Regions from separate parts of the Pan troglodytes genome. Here region 1 is linked to region 2. The links are chromatin contacts, called in public capture Hi-C maps. All regions are on one chromosome and are shown on one strand. Each heading gives the region's core, a stretch centred on a gene start, on an enhancer-like site or on the middle of the called end of the contact. The rest is flanking DNA. Distances are from core to core; before and after follow the strand shown.

What was found. Capture Hi-C pulls out chosen DNA fragments and counts their contacts.
Region 1: a capture Hi-C map of stem cell-derived neural stem cells shows a contact between it and region 2, with 5 times the contacts expected there. The contact joins two enhancer-like sites. A contact is called at or near these places in 5 of 7 Hi-C or Micro-C datasets (blood, induced pluripotent stem cells, a lymphoblastoid cell line and 1 more) and 1 of 1 other capture datasets (stem cell-derived neural stem cells).

What each region holds. Positions count from the first base shown.
Region 1 is chr12:98,458,760-98,462,824 of NHGRI_mPanTro3-v2.0_pri, reverse strand. No RefSeq gene overlaps it. Among named protein-coding and RNA genes, the nearest start is that of ITSN2, 51 kb to the left of the region's middle. Within about 2 kb of position 1,899, at least 3 of the 24 cell types and tissues checked have an H3K27ac peak or open chromatin away from gene starts, as enhancers often do. A contact at or near this core is called in stem cell-derived neural stem cells, where this site is marked.
Region 2 is chr12:98,037,442-98,041,859 of NHGRI_mPanTro3-v2.0_pri, reverse strand. It overlaps ADCY3 (adenylate cyclase 3), which reads right to left. Exons shown (of 22, transcript XM_016948151.3): 10 at 3,875-4,017; 11 at 3,566-3,727; 12 at 909-996; 13 at 1-73. Among named protein-coding and RNA genes, the nearest start is that of PTRHD1, 40 kb to the left of the region's middle. Within about 2 kb of position 1,264, at least 11 of the 24 cell types and tissues checked have an H3K27ac peak or open chromatin away from gene starts, as enhancers often do. A contact at or near this core is called in stem cell-derived neural stem cells, where this site is marked.

The sequences.
Region 1 (4,065 bases), core at 650-3,149, 420 kb before region 2:
CAGTGAAAGCTCTTCCTTATCATGAGCTCAACACTTTCCTCCTCAGATTTCACAGATTGTCATAGTTGAAGCAGGAGGACAGGTGTCAGCTGTGCGAGGATGTTATCTTACTAATACATTTATTTAACGGCTTTCTGAAGGAAATGATTAAAAGAATCTGGCTTGATATTTTTGTTTAAAAAAAACCCGCTAGCCCAAATTTAAACGAATAGGATAGTTTAAGACATAGTTGTTCTTTAAGGATGGTTTTTTGAAAGTTGGTCCTTTATTTTAGCCTTTGCAAGGCAAATATATAACCTCCAAAATTAGTATGTGGTATTTTTATATACTCTGTCTTTTGAAACTCTGTCGCCCAGGCTGGAGTGCAGTGGTACAATCTCGGCTCACGGCAACCTCCATCTCCCGGGTTCAGGTGATGCTCTTGCCTCAGCTATTTTTGTATTTTTCGTAGAGATGGGGTTTCACCATGTTGGCCAGGCTGGTCTCGAGCTCCTGACCTCAAGTGATCCGCCTGTTTCAGCCTCCCAAAGTGCTGGGATTACAGCGTGAGCCACCGCGCCCAGCCAATATGTGGTATTTAGTATGGCAACCACAGATCGGAAATTTGAGGAGGAGCTATATCATGTAGGAATGACTTTGGTTGAAATCAACAGAATATCCAATTCAAAGTGGCTCAACCCATGTGACCCATAATATGCCACTTAGCAAAACGTCTGGAATCCCTGGAGTAGATGTGTTAGGCACAAATTTGAGGTTTCCATGGCTTTCCTCTTCTGACCACAAGATGGAGCAGCTGCTCTAAACATTATATCCTCAGAGGGCCACATTTAAGAAGGCAGGAAGGAGGCTGGAGCAAAAGGGCTTTCTCAAGTCCCCCTAAGCAAGAATTTAAACTGGGCCCCCCAGGAGACTTCTTCGGTCAGAATTTAATTACATGTCCATCGCTAGACTGACAAAAGAAAAGTTAGAGAACCACGATTTACTTAGAACCTAAAGCTGGGCATATGGTTGCCTGGTCAAAATAGGGCTTTTATGTATGTACTTGATTTTTTTAGGTGAGAAAGAAGTGAAGTATAGCCATTGAGTAGGCTGCCAATAGTGCGTGCCAGAGACACTCAGGAGAGATTATATGCTAAATCCACCAGACCCTTTGTCTAAGGGCGGGACGTCACCTCTTCAGAAACTGTTTTTCTTCTTGTGGTAATTATTCTCTGCAGTGATTTAGAAGAATTCTTGTACTAAATGTCTTGCCATTAAAAGTTTGATGAGTATAGAAACTGACAGTAGAACTATTTTTAAAAGTAATTCTACTTCTAACCCAAACTTCTTACTCTAGCTATTATTTTACCACGACGTGAGTTGTACGAATCACCTCCAATTTACATATTATGGAAGAGCCTTACATGGAAAAGAAGAAATCATTTTCAAATTAGACATTCCATCTAGAACTGTCAGTAGCTGATTCCCATCACTGTCTTTTATTTCTTCATGCTTTTAGATGAGAGTAATCATATCTGCAGTAATTCCCAGGATAAAGTTTTCTTTTTACAGCTAATTTTATGAAGTTTTTTTTTATTTCAAAGAATAAAGCAATTATTCTTTCTTTTTGAAATTGCATATCGTCCAGAAACATTAATTATTCTTTCTTTTTGAAATTGTATATCAAGTTTAGAAATATTGACTTCTTTAATTTGAAACACTAATGTCAAGTGATAGGTATAAACATCTATATTCTACCCTCTTTCTTTCAGTGTACTTCTTGTTCTTGGCAGATCCTCATTCCTACTGGATATCTGTTGCACGCCAATTATCTTAGGCTACAGCTGTTTACTGACAGCTGTTCTCTCTACTGCCCACCAGGCAGCCACCCTTTTGTGGCAATCCCTGCCTCTGCCTCCCAAGTGGGGCTGCTTTGGCCGGGGCTTCACCCTTAGCTCAGGCACAGAGCTTCTGATCTAAATCAATCCAAAGCTTGCATTTCCAGCAAAAGTATCATTTCTTCTCATTGGCTATGAACGAGGCTTCCATTCATCAGTCATTTTTCTGGGGACTTCTGAGGGAAAGATTCTTTCTCTGTCCTGCTAGATTTTTACCTGAGGGAATGTGAGGCCCAAAGTTGCTGCAGCCATCTTGACATCTTCAGTGGGAGCCAGTCTGAGAACAGAGGTGAGAGAGAGAGAGGGAGAGAGAGAGAGAAGCCGTGATACATTTCAACCTTTAAGCCAAGATAGCAGCAAGCCCTATTTCGAGACTTTTCAGTTACATAATCAAGCAAATTTGCTGTTTTGTTTAAGCATCTTTCTCTTTCCCTCTCACCTTCTGTCATGGGATGACTCAGCAAGAAGGCCCTTGCAAGATGCTGACACCTTGATATTGGACTTCCTAGCCTTCAGAACTGTGAAGAATAAATTTCTTTTCTTTATAAGTTGCCTAGTCGCTGGTATTCCCTTATAGCAGCACAAAATGGACTAAGACGGGCACGATAGATTGACCTGGCTGTGTGACTGCAATCTCTGGGCTTGGCTGAGGGCCATTTGTGCCTGAAATTGGAGGACACTGTGAAGACATTGTCCATTTCAGAAAGGCTTTGTTCCTAAGTCAGTGCCTCTAGCCTTCTCCACAGTGACCTTTGCCACACTCCACCCCAGGGGTCCACATTCTTGTCAAAGGGTGAGAAATCTTTTGTGACTGGCCATGATGATGCCATTGTAACACAGGTGGCCAACCAGTTTATACATCTGTTTATCCCCTTAAACAGGTCATTTATTTTCATGCACAATTGAAACTGTAAGTCAAACTCTGCTTCTTTATGGTGGTAAATAGTACGTTGATTATGCTAAAGAAAGATTATTATCGCAAGTGAGCACCTGTGTCTTGTATCACAGTGGTACTACATCAGGGAAACCTGGTGGTCTGTTTTATTTATTTATTTACTTATTCAAGAGACAGGATCTCATTCTGTCACACAGGCTGGAGTGCAGTAGCACAATTGTAGCTCATTGCTCTAACTCCTATGCTCAAACAATCCTCCTGCCTCAATCTCTCAAGTAGCTGGGACTGCAGGTGTGTGCCATACAGTCAGCTAATTTTTTTGTTTTTGTTTTTGAGACAGAGTCTCTCGCTCTGTCGCCCAGGCTGGAGTGCAGTGGCACAATCTTGGCTCACTGCAACCTCCGCCTCCTGGGTTCAAGTGATTCTCCTGTCTCAGCCTCCCGAGTTGCTGGGATTACAGGCATACACCACCACGTCCAGCTAATTTTTTGTATTTTTAGTAGAGATGAGTTTTCATCATGTTAGTTAGGCTGGTCTCGAACTCCTGACCTCAAATGATCGCCTGCCTCAGTCTCCCAAAGTGTTGGGATTATAGGCATGAGCCACTGGGCCTGGCCTAATTTTTTTTTTTTTTTTAGATTTTGTAGAGGCAGGGTCTTCTTATGTTGCCCAGGCTGTTCTTGAACTCTTGGCCTCAAGTAATCCTCCCACTTTGGTCTCCAAAGTACCAGGATTACAGATGGGAGCCACCATGCCTGGCCATGTTTTATTTTTAATAGGAAATTTGTTCGCATGGCTGAAAGCTCAAAGGGTACAAATAAATGTTTGTGAAAACTTTCCTTCCCGCTCCTGTTTCCCAGGTGCCCAATTCTCTTCCCCAGAGCTAATCCATTTCATGCTTTTGATGTAGCCTCCCAGAGTGACTTTATGCATATTTAAGCAAACAATGTATTATATTCCCCCTTTGCCTCAACACTGGTGTATGGACCTTCTGAGCCTTGCTCTTTTCACTGAAGATATCTTGGATGTACTTGCATGTAGTACATAAAGAGCTTCTTCATTCTTCTTGGTAGCGTCTGAGTATCCCACAATTTCATAATAGCATGATTTCATTAATGTCTGTTAATGGACATTTCAGTTGCTTTGTATCTTTGGCTCTTGAAAACAATGCTACAATAAACAATCTTGTACATATGTCATTCTGCACTTGGGTGAATATATTTTTGCAGTAAATGTCTAGACGTAAAGTTTTTGGGCCAAGGGTATATGTGTTTGTATATCCTCCCCAACACA
Region 2 (4,418 bases), core at 15-2,514:
TGGCCCAGGTGTTCCTGGCCCAGCGGGTCCGGTCAATCCAAGTTGAGAAGGCCACAAGCTTCTTAGGAAAGGCCTAGAAGGAACAGAATTTCAAGGGCCATGAGCCTTTGCCAGTCCTTTCTCCTGCGACGTGACTGACAGCAACTCAGGCTGGTCCCGTATTCCAGTCCCAGGAGCCTCAAAACGGACTCTGCCTGGGAGTCACCCGACAGCTGACCCAGGGGCAGAGCTGAGAAGAGGCCGTGGGAGTTCTGACGCTGCGTTGGACCTCCTCGATGTGCCTGTTCAACAGCACAGCCTCCAGGTCGCAGCCCTTTCCACAGCAGACGTGGTGACGAGGTGAGGCCAGGGCAGGAACAGTTTTCAGGGCTGCTCGTCTCTGGCCAGCTACTCCTGCCTACCCTGGCTCCAAGTGACCTGGCGAGCCACCTGTCAGATTTATGTTCCTAAACACTGCTTTACCTTTGTCATTCTGATTAAAAAAAAAAAAACTCTGCTTGGTACCTCAGTGCCTTACAGGAGAAAGTTTTAATCCCTTTAGTCTGGCTTCTAGGGGCCTTCACCATCGGGGCCAACCCACCTTCCAGCCGGCCCTCCACTTCCTCTCTACCCAGGTTCTTGTTTACCCAGACTCTGCCGTACTCATACGTGCTGCAGCACCACGGCCCAACAAGGCCCACCACGGCCCAGCTGTGGCCCACCACAGCCTGCCACAGCCTGGTGGCCCAGCCAGAGGGAGTGCTCTGCTGATGGTGAATGAATGGATGGGCAAGTGCCTGGACCGTCCTAACAGAGGAGTGTCTGCCTGTCAGATTTGACAGAAAGAATAACTCCATCACTGCCCAGTTTTACAGGGAGTGCCACTCACTTCCAGAGGCTTCTGAGCTCAGTAGAAAAGTGCCTCTTACCCGGGGAAAGATGGCAGCCAGGGAGCAGATGGTCAGGATGAGGAGCAGAATCTCCCCCACCATGAAGGTCACATAGTTTGTCATTAGCCTGTGACAGAGAGAAGACAATTGGGAGAGGCCAGAGGGGACAGTGAGATGGGGTGAGGGGCTAGGAGAGGAAGGGACGGGGATGGGGGCAGGGGCCAGCGGACAGGGGGCAGGGGACAGCGGACAGGGACCAGGGGCAGGGGGCAGGGGCCGGGGGCAGGGGACGGGGGCCGGGGGCAGGGGCCGGGGAGGCCTCTCAGCACAGCACGAGCCTGTACAGCTCCACGCAGTGCCAGGGAATTGCTGCTGCCTGCCGTGCAGAACAGGACAAAGGCCCTGATGAGACGGGCCGCCAGCTGAGTGCCGGCCTGGGAGCGGGCCACTCTCCAGCTGCAGCTGCTGCCTGGGACATTTCCCAGAGAGGGAACAACTCACAGGTGGCCTGGGCACAGCCCAGGATAAACTTGGGCAGGGATCTTAGGAATGCACCCCTGCCATGTCGCTGTGCTGAAAGGACAGAGCACGGAGCAGCATCACTCCCTCGCTGCCGGGGGCTAAGAGTCCGCCTGTGACAGCCGCCCCCAGCTTCACAGTGGACCCACTCAACACATCCACCTGAACCTGACAACTCCCGGAAACCTGTTCTCTATACCCTCTGCTCACACCCATTCCCGTTTAACCCCTCCCTGGAAGGTGTCCTTGCCAAGAGCCCCAGAAGCCTCCTGGTAGCTAAATCCATGTCCCATTTTTCAGTCACCTCTCACCCCTCCTTGAGACACTTTTCTCGCTTGGTTTCTTGAGTCCTTTTCTGTCTCTGCATCTGGACACGCTGCCTTGAGCTCAGCAAGTCTCGTGTTGCAGCACAGCCTGCATGCTGGCGACGCCAGGTTCACGTCTCCAACCCCACCCGCCCTCCGAACTCCAGATCATGGATGCTGGCCTCCTTGGCTTGTGGGCACTGCAAACTTCACGTGTCCCAAAGCAAACTCCTGATCTTTGCCTCTCCACTCTCATCTTGCCACCTCGTCCCCATCTTGGTTAACGGCACCCCCGTCCTGCCAGTTGCTCATATCAGAAGCCCAGGAGACATCCTCAACTCCACACTCACGCCCCACAACCAATCTGCCAGCAAATCCTGTCAGCTCTGTCTCCAAAATACATTCAGCATCTATCGACGGAATCCAACCACTGATCCTCCTCTATCCTCGGCCTGGCCTGGCCACCACAGTGGCTTGTCTGGGCCACTATTTGGTCTCACTGCTCCCGCTGTGCTCACTAAGCGCTGTTCTCAGCAGGAGTGAGCCTCTCCAGGCATATGTCACAACAGGGGACTCCTCTGCTCCCTTGTTCTGGCGGCGGCCTGTGTTAAGAGTGGAAGCTGGCACCCTGCAGTGGCGTGTAGGAGGCCCCACGTCTGTGCTGGACTCCTGCTACTCTTCCTGTGGCCCGTTCCCAATGCGATGCCTCCTCACTGTGCCTCCAGGGGCCAGGCCACTCCAGCCTCAGCACCTCTATCCGAAGCAGGTGTCCCCCAGATAGGAGAAGGCTCGCCCCTCACCCGCTTCCAGGCGTTACTGAAATATTACCCTGCCAGCAAGTCCTGCTCTGACCATCCCACATCAAAATGCAAACAAAACAAAACAAAGCTCCCCAGCAGCATACCCGCCTCCCTTCCTTGCCTTCCCTGTGTCTGCAGTACTTACTCTCGCATGGATGCATATTTTAATTGTTTAATTGCTTTTGCCTGTAGCTTCCCCTACCAGAACCCAAGTTTCACGAGAGCAGGGGTTTCTGTGTGCCGCATCGCTGCCATAGCCCCAGCCCTTGATCCCCACGCATGAAGCAGACAACCAATCAATACTTATGGAATGAGTGAATTTGAGCCTCACCACAGTCCTGAGTGTCCGCTAGGGCAGGGGTTGTCTCCTCATTTCACAGATGAGGAAACAGATGCTGCCGGAGCCTGCAGTGGCCTGCACGTGGTCACACACCCGCAACCTTAGATAGTGTGACCCAGCCCAAGGCTCCTGACAAACTGTAATCCCAGCAGGGTTCCAGACCCCTCCTCTGTGCCGGGGAATCCCCGATTGGCCGAGGGGAGAAAGGGAGAACAAGAGAGTGGTCGTCACCCTCAGACAGGGCTTCACCAGCTGGGGACTCCAGGAGCCCCACCTTGCCCTGGAGGACCTACTGCTGCGTTAGAGAGGGCGTCAGTCTGTGCCCACAGCCTAAAATCTATCTTTACCAAGATGAGCCAAGAGAGGGGCCAGGTCAGCCTTGGTGACTGAGACTGACGCAGTGTCCCCATCTTTGTCCCAAGAATCAGTGTGGGCCCATCTAGCCAAGGTCTCCAGCCTTCTGGAGGCCTCTGTCCCTCAGCTCTCTTGATCCTGGCCAGATCCCCATTCTGACGCTAGGACTGCTCCAAAACGCGGGGCGGGGAAAAGGAAGGATGCCCAGGGTGCCGTCTAGCACTCCTGGGGCCTGTGGGGGCCGTCCCAGTGGGGGTCAGGGAGCAGAGACTGGCTTGCTCCCCAGTGTCAGGCTCCTGCTGAGACACCTGCCCCCGCCCCCCGCCCGGCACCACCGCAGCCGAGGAAACTCGTGGCCCTCCCCGGCCCCTCCCTCACCAGGGGTCGATGAGTATCTCGACCAGGGCCGTGCAGAGCAGGACGACGCAGGAGCAGCTGAAGGCAGCCCCACTCTGCTTCTCCTTCTCCACCGAGTAGCGGGTTTCCATCTCGGGGTCCATGAACCGCATGGACAAGAGGAAGGTGTTTCTCTTCTTTACTCTGCAGTGGGAACAAGCCCCATGAATCCCAAATGCCACATCTGCCTCGGCCTAGCAGGGGGGCCGTATTTGGGATGCTCAGTTTCCTGAATCCCTTGTCAGGGCCCGGGAGGAGTGGTGGGCCTGGACGCTTCCGGGTGGCGCTTACACTTGGGCGGACTCTCGCTCAAGCAGGGCCTCGTTGAGCAGCTGGTTGAGCTCGTGCTCATCTTCAGAGGCATCCACCACTCGGTCAGCCAGGTCCTGCAGGCGCAGCCTCCGGCGTGGGTTGGGGAATGAGGGGTTGTCGGCCTGTGAGCCAGGGAGGCAGCGTGAGTGGGGCAGATGGGACAGAGTGGTGGGGAGGAGCTGGGAAAGACAGAGGTGGAGGAGGAAAGGAACAAAAGAGGGCATACTCGGAGGACCAATCCCTCCAGCTCTAAAATCCCTTTCCGGGAAGTCTTCCCCATGCTCCCACGTGGCTCCATGTGGCCTGGATCTACACCCAAAGCTCCAGTTCTTCCTGGCTCCCCGGGCCCCCACCAGAGCTCTGCAGGGAGGGTCCGCTAATGACAGCATTGTAGGGAGCAGCCCCTGGCTCCTGAGCAGGAGACCTGTAATCGGAGACAGCTGCTGGGCTGAGGCAGTCCTGGCACTTCCTGCTGTATTGATGTGGGGGCCATATACATCGGCAGCCTGGGGACATGAATGGC